Regions from separate parts of the Pan troglodytes genome. Here region 2 is linked to region 1. Evidence: chromatin contacts called from public Hi-C data. All regions are on one chromosome and are shown on one strand. The core of a region is the stretch at or near the end of the contact, and the rest is flanking DNA. Distances in the headings are between cores, read along the strand shown. Region 1 has its middle 130 kb from the start of ZNF706. Region 2 overlaps GRHL2 (grainyhead like transcription factor 2).

Region 1 (4,085 bases), core at 939-3,438:
ATAGAATATTGTTAATATTTTTGATGGAGGAAGGGGCCCAGGAAGATCAGAATGCACGTAGACACACCTTCTTTCTGAGCCTGGTTCCTCAGGGGGATGATGAGTGTGATTGTTTTTAGTCCCTGAGGCTGTTGTAAGGATCCAAGGAGCAAAAAATTGGATGCACAGTAGGTGCTCAATAAATGCTGCTTCTCTCATATCCTCTATCCCTTTCTGAGCTCCAAAGAGACACTCTCAGGCCCCACCCTATGAGTTAGGCATTCTTTCCATTTAAGGGATGAAGAAGCTGAGGCTGTGAGAGAGAAAGGCCAGATTCATCCCTCTGTACTCTACCCTGTCAGACATGGAGGCCGTTACATAAGAAATATTTTTGACTGGGCACAGTGGCTCATGCCTGTAATCCCAACACTTTGGGAGGCCAAGGTGGGTGGATCACCTGAGGTCAGGAGTGTGAGACCAGCCTGGCCAACATGGGGAAACCCTGTTTCTACTAAAAATACAAAAATTAGCCAGGCTTGGTGGCGGATGCCTGTAATCCCAGCTACCCGGAAGGCTGAGGCAGGAGAGTCGCTTGAACCCAAGAGGTGGAGGTTGCAGTGAGTCCAGATCGCGCCATTGCACTGCAGCCTGGGCAACAAGAGCGAAACTCTGTCCTCCACCAAAACAAAACAAAAGAAAGAAAGAAAGAAAGGAAGGAAAGAAATAATTTCAGGCTTGAGGATTGCCTGAGCATGGAAGGTCAAGGTTGCAGTGAGTCGTGAACATGCCATTGTGCTCTAGCCTGGGTGAGAAAGTGAGACCCTGGAAGGAAGGAAGGAAGGAAAGAAAGGAAGGGAGGGAAAGAAAGAGAAAGAAAGGAAAGAAAAGAAAGAAAAAGAAAGAAAGAAAGAGAAAGAAAGAAAGAAAGAAAAAGAAAGAAAGGGAAAGAAAGGAAGGAAGGAAGGAAGGAGAAAAGAAATATTTTGTACCACCTTCCTCCCCCATTTTACTAGGCTGAAACAAAATTAATAAATAATATATGCCTAATTTCAAAAAATCAACACAATGCCTTAGAGAAGAAATAAAAAGATAGTAACTTGCCATAAAATAATACGTATTTCAGTAGACAGAGGTGGAGGCCCGATTTTGCTAGAAGCCAACAGGAAGTAGGCAAACACTTGGCCTCCTACATGGAACCCCACAAATGGAGCTGCTGCACATGTTAACCTCAAGTTTCTCTGACATAGTGAACAACTCCCAACAAAGCTCTGAATAAAACTAAGCCTAGTCTTCTCCCCAGTTTGCATAGTACTTGCATTGCTGAAAAATTCAGTGTGAATTAAACTGAATATTTTGTTTACATACCAAACTGAATTAGCTTTTATGCTCAGAAGTTTATCAGCAGGTTGTTCATGTACATAAAATTTCAGTGAGACATTCCAAAGTCATGCAGAAGAAGAGACAGTTTCACCTGGCAGGACTGTCCTGCACATTGCAGGGTGTCCAGCAGCCCTGGCCCTGTGAAAAGCCAGTAGTGCTCAACATCATGAGGCCAGCCACGAGCAGCCCTGAAGAGCACTGTGGACAGAGCCCACAGGGAAGTAGGCCCTGGGAACACCCCTTCCTGTACAGAGGATAGACTGAGAAACTGTAGAGCTGCCGAAGGGGGCAGCTCTGAGGCTGCTATAAATGTCTCTAAATTTTTTTCTAAGCTGCATTTCTAAGACTATTTCTTACCATTAAACCAACTACAGATCTTGATCCTCTGATGCAAATCTTGATGCCTATTAGCTGGTTGCACTGGTGAATGCTAAATGAGTTTTAGATTTTAATCCTGTGACATTCAGTCCTCTGAAGACCTGCTTGATACTAAGACCTTACATGCGGAAATTTACCTACATGCAAATGGACACATCTGCTGAGGCCGCATGCAAAGCAACTCTTCAGACACTCAGAATCAGCAGATCCTTGCCCTGGGGAAATGCTGTCCCAGCGCTCTCTAAGCCAAGGCGTCTTCTGGTACTTTCTCGGGAGATCCCTGTTTTGTTTATTGTGCTTTCCTATGTGCAAATCACATTTGCATAGCTGATTAGCTACATTTCCAGTGGGCTTGTATTCCTCTGGGGTTTTGAAGAGCCCTTAGAATTTGTCCTCTTTAGAGCAAGATTTTCAGGCCACGAGCAACCGGGAGCTCCCAAACTTGCCACTAGGGGACTGCTTTTCACCGGCCCTGCTGAGCGGCAGGTGCCGGAAGTTGTGTCTGGGGGAGGCGCTGGCTCCTTCCTGCTGGAATTTGTACCAGGGCAATCAAGGTCTTTCCTGCCCTGGCCCTGCCACGCTCTGGACTCCCACTCCGTTCTGTACACTGCCTCCTAGCATCCTATCTACACAGACCTGAAAAATAAAAGGCAGTAAAAAACTCTTTGTTTTTGTTCACTCTCATCTTTCTGCTGCTTTTCTGTCTGACTGAAGCTTTCTCCTGCTTCCAGGCCTCAGAGAAGCCGTGCTGGCCCCAACCAGGTAATACTCTATCCTATAGAGCAGCATTTAATACACAGCCGGAAGTGGGATCGGGTCTCCACTTCTGGCTGCCTTCCTTTGGGATCAGGATTAGCAGCTGCTCACAAGTGGTCCCTTAGCATCCTGGGCATGAGGTCCATCGATGCACTTACTTTGCTCCACCATAGTGGTCCCTTTGTTACTGGCAAGGCTAGGAGCTTCTGGAGAATGAGACCATGCATTTGTTTGTTTTTCTAGTTTTGTGGCTCCTATCTTTAGCAAATCACTGCACAGGTAATATGCACTCAACTACAGTTGATTGAATTAATAAATTATCACTTTCAGAGCTAAAAGAAAGATCACTTACTCTACGGATCATCACGGGCCCAGAGAAACACAATAGCTTGGCTAAACTAAAACAGCAAGTTGTGGTTAGGACTCAATCAAGTTTCAAACCCTTGGTTTTTAAAAATCTAGCCCTATGCACAAGAACATTTTTTTCCCCATGAGAAACACTGCAATCCGGTAAGAACTGGTGCTCCAATGATGTTGCAGCCAAGTGATACAGTTTCGATATGTGTCCCCACTCCTCATCTCATACTGAAATGTAATCTCCAGTGTTGGAGGTGGGGTTTGGTGCGAGGTGATTGGATCATGCGGGCGGATTTCTCATGAAAGGTTTAGCACCATCCCCCTTGGTGCTATCCTCTCAATAGTGAGCGAGTTCTCTTGAGATCTGGTCTTTTAAAAGTGTGTAGCGCCTCCGGCCTTGCTTTCCTGCTCCCGCCATGTGAAGTGCCTGCTTCCGCTTTTGTCTTCTGCCATGAGAAAGCTCCATGAGGCCTCCCAAGAAGCAGATGCCACCATGCTTCCTGTACAGGCTACAGAACCATGAGCCAACTAAACCTCTTTACTTATAAATTAACCAGTCTCAGGTATGTCTTTATAGCAATTCAAGAACAGACTAATACACCAACCCTCAGCAAAGGTTTACTGAATGAATCAATGAATTGACAGAACAATGAATGAATGACTTATCTCTTTGTATTAAACTCTTTAATATGAAGTAGACACACACACAGAAAAGCACACGAGTTATAAGTAAATAGCACAAAATTCCCACAAAATGAACACTCTTAAGTACCACAAAAAACTAACTACCAACCATGTCAATAAATGAAACAATACCAGCACCCCAAAGCCCACTTCATACCCTTGCCCAATTGCTGCCTATTTCATCCTCTCCACAAGCAACCACTTTCCCAACTTTTATCACCATAGATTTGTTTTGCCTGTTTTTGATCTTTATGTAAATGGCATAATACAGTATGATTTCTTTATGTTTGCCTTTTTTTTTTTTTTTTGGCTTAACATCGTGTTTAGGATATTCATGTATATTATAGTATATTAACTGTGATTTGTTCATTTTCATTGCTAAGTAGAATTCTATTGTATGAGTACACCATGGTTTATCCATTCTTCTACTGATAGTTATCTGGGTTCTTTCTGGTTTGGGGTTATTATAAATAATACTGCCTGTGAACATTCTTGTCCAAAGATTTGGACATGAACATATAATTTGCACATGAACATATATTTCCCCCAAG
Region 2 (4,085 bases), core at 911-3,410, 190 kb after region 1:
TACATATGAAGATATATGTATATGTGCATGTATATTCACATAACATATGCATATACAGATAAAAGGCTTTCTCCCCCCTCTATTCACTGCTAATAATCAATTTAAAAATGAGAATATTTTAAAATCCATGCACAGATCCAGGACTAGAGGACTTGAGTGCTTATAATTATTGTCTAATTATTGAAAAACAAATAATTAGTTCTTATTTTCCTAATAGTTCCATTAGAAGCCCATCTAAATTTTAGTCAGGCAAACTTAAGTTTAATTGGCTTTTATTATTTCCAGCATTTTAATTTTAGATCAAACTTATCATAAAGTCAATTTGTTTGCCCTATCTCCTTTTCTAGAAGGGACATCTTGTGTAAGCAACATATTTTGTATGGATTTTATACAGACTTTCCCATTACTTTCTTGTGGAACACTTGTAAGTTTCTAATCTATTCTCTTAGCTTTAAAGACAGAGGTGGAGTCCAACATTTTTACCGTAGACTATCTCTGTTACACAACTTTGGAGGAGATTATAGACTGATTCACGTAGTATGTGAGGTTACAAATTGAGTGAGACATAATACCCACTTGCACAAACATGTAAAATTTAAGACGGTTATCTGAATAAAGAAAATGGCAGAAAATATTGACTGCCTTGAAATAAAGAAAAGGGCTACAGAATCTTAAGGAAGACCTTATAAAGATGATTTTCCTCATTATGCAGAAAGTAATCCTTAGTTTATCCTTCCTGGGCCATTTCAGTAACTGCCTTGTTGGTCTCCTACAACCTCTTTTCTGTTCAATCCCACGCAGCAGACAGGGTGATCTTTTAAAGGTCACAAGAGAACATCTTGTGTTTTTAAAAGATCACCCTCTGTATGGATTGAACAGAAAAGAATTTGATCAAGATGTTCCCTTCCTAAAGACCTCACATGAGTACCCTGTGCACTTAGCATACAAAATGTAAAATCCTAAAAGTGAATTACAAATCCTGGCATAATCTGGCCTCTGCTTATCTCTTAAGTTTCATCAGACACTGCCCTCTTCCTTCTTGAAACATTATGATCCAGCTATACTGCCCTTCATTTAGTCCTTCGATTGGGAGAAGTTCCAACCTGCCTCAGGGACCTTGCACGTGCTGTTCCTGTAATGACATTCCTTCCTCTTTTCCTTGAGAAATTCCTCCTCCTTCTGCAAGTCTCAATTTGTGTTTGAATACTTTCACAGTAACCCCATCCTAAGCAGCCCCATCTCAATCTAAATTAGATCCTCCATCAGTCTGAGTTCTTCGTGATGAATAATCTAAGATAGGATTACACATGCAATACTTGTATTAGGGGAACCACTTGTGAGAAAAAAATACAGAGGGAGCTGGCAAAGTGGGGGAGCTGTCAGACAACAATGTGAGTCTGACTTGGAGTGAAGGAGAGAGGGAGGAAATGTTGAGCAGAAGCTTCCAGGACTGCTGTGCAGTCTAAAGAAGATGCAGCAGGGCCATGGGGTGGGGGTGAGGGTCTCTGAGTCAGAGCCAGCCATCAGAGGAGTCCCTGTTCCCCAAGAATGTGCCGCTTTGGTAGTCCTACCACACATGATTGCTGGTTGGAAGCAGCCCATGGCGAAGTGTGGTCTCCGCACAAATGTGGTGACAAATTTCAGTGACAGGCAACAGGAGCTTTGGCCCATGATGCTTTCTGTGGTTGGAAGTGTTGTGAGGTGCTCCTGGCTACCACATGGTCCCCATGATATTTTCTCTTGTAGCACCCTGTACTTTTCTTCATTAACACTTGTCACATCTGCAATTGTATATTCTTCTGTCAGAGCTTCACCAGGGCAGAGACTGGGTCTGTCTTTTTCATCGCTGTATCCCAGTACTCAAAGCAGTACCAGCTCACAGTAGTTGCTCAGTTAAGACCTGTCAAATGAATATGATCTTAACTTTCATGGTTTTTAAGTAGCAGTGTTTCCGTTATTTAACAAGACATAACTTCCATGATAAGATTTTTTATTACATCTTTATACTTGGACTTATATACCTAGGGATTAGGACCGATTATAAAAAAATAGTTCTAAAAATGTAATTTTTTGTTAGCTTTTAGAGAACGCTGTGGTAATAAGCTGACTTGAACTAATCAATTCGTAGATGAAATGCTCCTTAACAGGAGAGACTGTGTCTGGCTTGGTCAACACTGCCCCCTGCACCTAGCTCAGAGCCTGTAGTACAGCAGGAGCTCAATAAAGGTTTGTTCAATGAACTGAGTGGGAAATTTAGGGCAGGGGTGTGAATGGAGGAAGCTGTTTATAATTTTGGTTTTGTCCTCATGGAAGAGTGCTTATATGTTTGCAAAGCACTAAAGATTTTCTTTAAATATATATTTTTATTATACTTTAAGTTCTAGGGTACATGGCCCCAGTGTGTGATGTTCCCCTTCCTGGCAAAGCACTAATGATTAACCAACAGTATGCAGTTGGTTCTTCATATCCAAGGTTCCAAAACTGTGGGTCTAACCAGCTGTATTTCAAAGATACTCAGAAAAAAAAACAATAACAATAATAACAGTAAAAAATAATACAAATGAAAACAATATAACAACTATTTTCCTAGCATTTACATTGTATTAGGTATTATAAGTAATCTAGAGGTGATCTAAAGTATATAGTAGGATGTGCATGGGTTATATACCTAAAATACCAGGCCATTTTATATAAGACACTTGAGCATCTGTGGGCCTGGAACCAATCCCCTGTGGATATGTGTCCTCCAGCAATTTGTCCTTGAATTATTTCGGTGTTAACAAAAATAACTGTGTAATCCCAGGGAAATGGTATAACCTCTCTGGACTTCAGTTTTCCTATTTGTAAGATGAGAAGTTTGGAGTGGATGATCATGAAGATTTCTTTGCAGCACTTGTGTGCTACAGGTCTATTCATAAACACAAAAACGAGTACCTCAGGCCATTGCCAAGCCTTACAAATACAAGTATGTTTATACATATACATATACATATATATATATACATATATATATATAAACATCTATATATATATAAACATCTATATCTGAGTTGTTTTGGAATTGAAGTTGCATGAAATATAACTTGCTTTTTTTTTTAACTTTAATTTCTAAATAGGCCTTCTGTTCATATACTGATTGGGACCACAAAGTAGAAATCTATTATTCTTTGTTTCTTTTTTTTTTTAGATGGAATCTCGCTCTGTCACCCAGGCTGGAGTGCAGTGGTGCGATTTCTGCTCACTGCAACCTCCGCCTCCCTGGTTCAAGTGATTCTCGTGTCTCAGCCTCCTGAGTAGCTGGGATTACAGGCACCCGCCACCATGCCCCGCTAATTTTTTTTTATTTTTAGTAGAGATGGGTTTCACCACATTGCCCAGGCTGGTCTCAAACTCCTGGCCTCAAGTGATCCACCCACCTCGGCCTCCCAAAGTGCTGGGATTACAGACTTAAGCCACTGCGCCCAGCCAACATCTATTATTCTTACAAGGAATGAAAGGGGATTTTTTTTTTTTTTCCATACAGGTTAAGAGAGAAAGGTGTACAATAAAAACCTCTTTCCTTGGAGAGGGGAACTGCATAAAGATGACTGTGACCATGCTTTTATGTATGAAGCAGAGGAAAGGAAATCAAGAATGTTGGATGCTATGGAGAGAAAACACCCAAAATTATTAGTTCCCCACTACCACCCGTCCCAGCTTGTTTCTTCAGTCCAGTACTTTTATATCCACTGAAAGTTTGTTTTTTTTTTTAAGGGGGGTGGGGTCTCACTGTGTCACTCAGGCTGGAGTGTGGTGGCACATCACGGCTCACTGCAACCTCAATCTCCAGGCCTCAAGTGATCCTTCCACCTCAGCCTCCCAAGTAGCTGGGACTACAAGCATTCACCACCATGTGTGGCTAATTTTTTAAATTATTATTTGTAAAGATGGGTTTTTGCCATGTTGTCTGCTTGGTCTTGAATTCCTGGGCTCAAACGATCCTCCCACCTCAGCCTCTCAAAATGTTAGAATTACAAGTGTGAGCCACTGGCCCAGCCTTCTTTTCCATTTATATTCAGTTGCATAAGCTATATATATATTTAAAA

Evidence for each region. A called contact is a pair of places that touch in the nucleus more often than the background predicts.
Region 2: a Hi-C map of induced pluripotent stem cells shows a contact between it and region 1, with 2.7 times the contacts expected there. The contact joins two enhancer-like sites. A contact is called at or near these places in 4 of 7 Hi-C or Micro-C datasets (blood, induced pluripotent stem cells and stem cell-derived neural progenitor cells).

Annotation. Positions count from the first base shown.
Region 1 is chr7:111,568,008-111,572,092 of NHGRI_mPanTro3-v2.0_pri, forward strand. No RefSeq gene overlaps it. Among named protein-coding and RNA genes, the nearest start is that of ZNF706, 130 kb to the left of the region's middle. Within about 2 kb of position 2,189, at least 5 of the 24 cell types and tissues checked have an H3K27ac peak or open chromatin away from gene starts, as enhancers often do. A contact at or near this core is called in induced pluripotent stem cells, where this site is marked.
Region 2 is chr7:111,756,876-111,760,960 of NHGRI_mPanTro3-v2.0_pri, forward strand. All of the region lies in intron 1 of GRHL2 (grainyhead like transcription factor 2), which reads left to right. Among named protein-coding and RNA genes, the nearest start is that of GRHL2, 29 kb to the left of the region's middle. Within about 2 kb of position 2,161, at least 1 of the 24 cell types and tissues checked has an H3K27ac peak or open chromatin away from gene starts, as enhancers often do. A contact at or near this core is called in induced pluripotent stem cells, where this site is marked.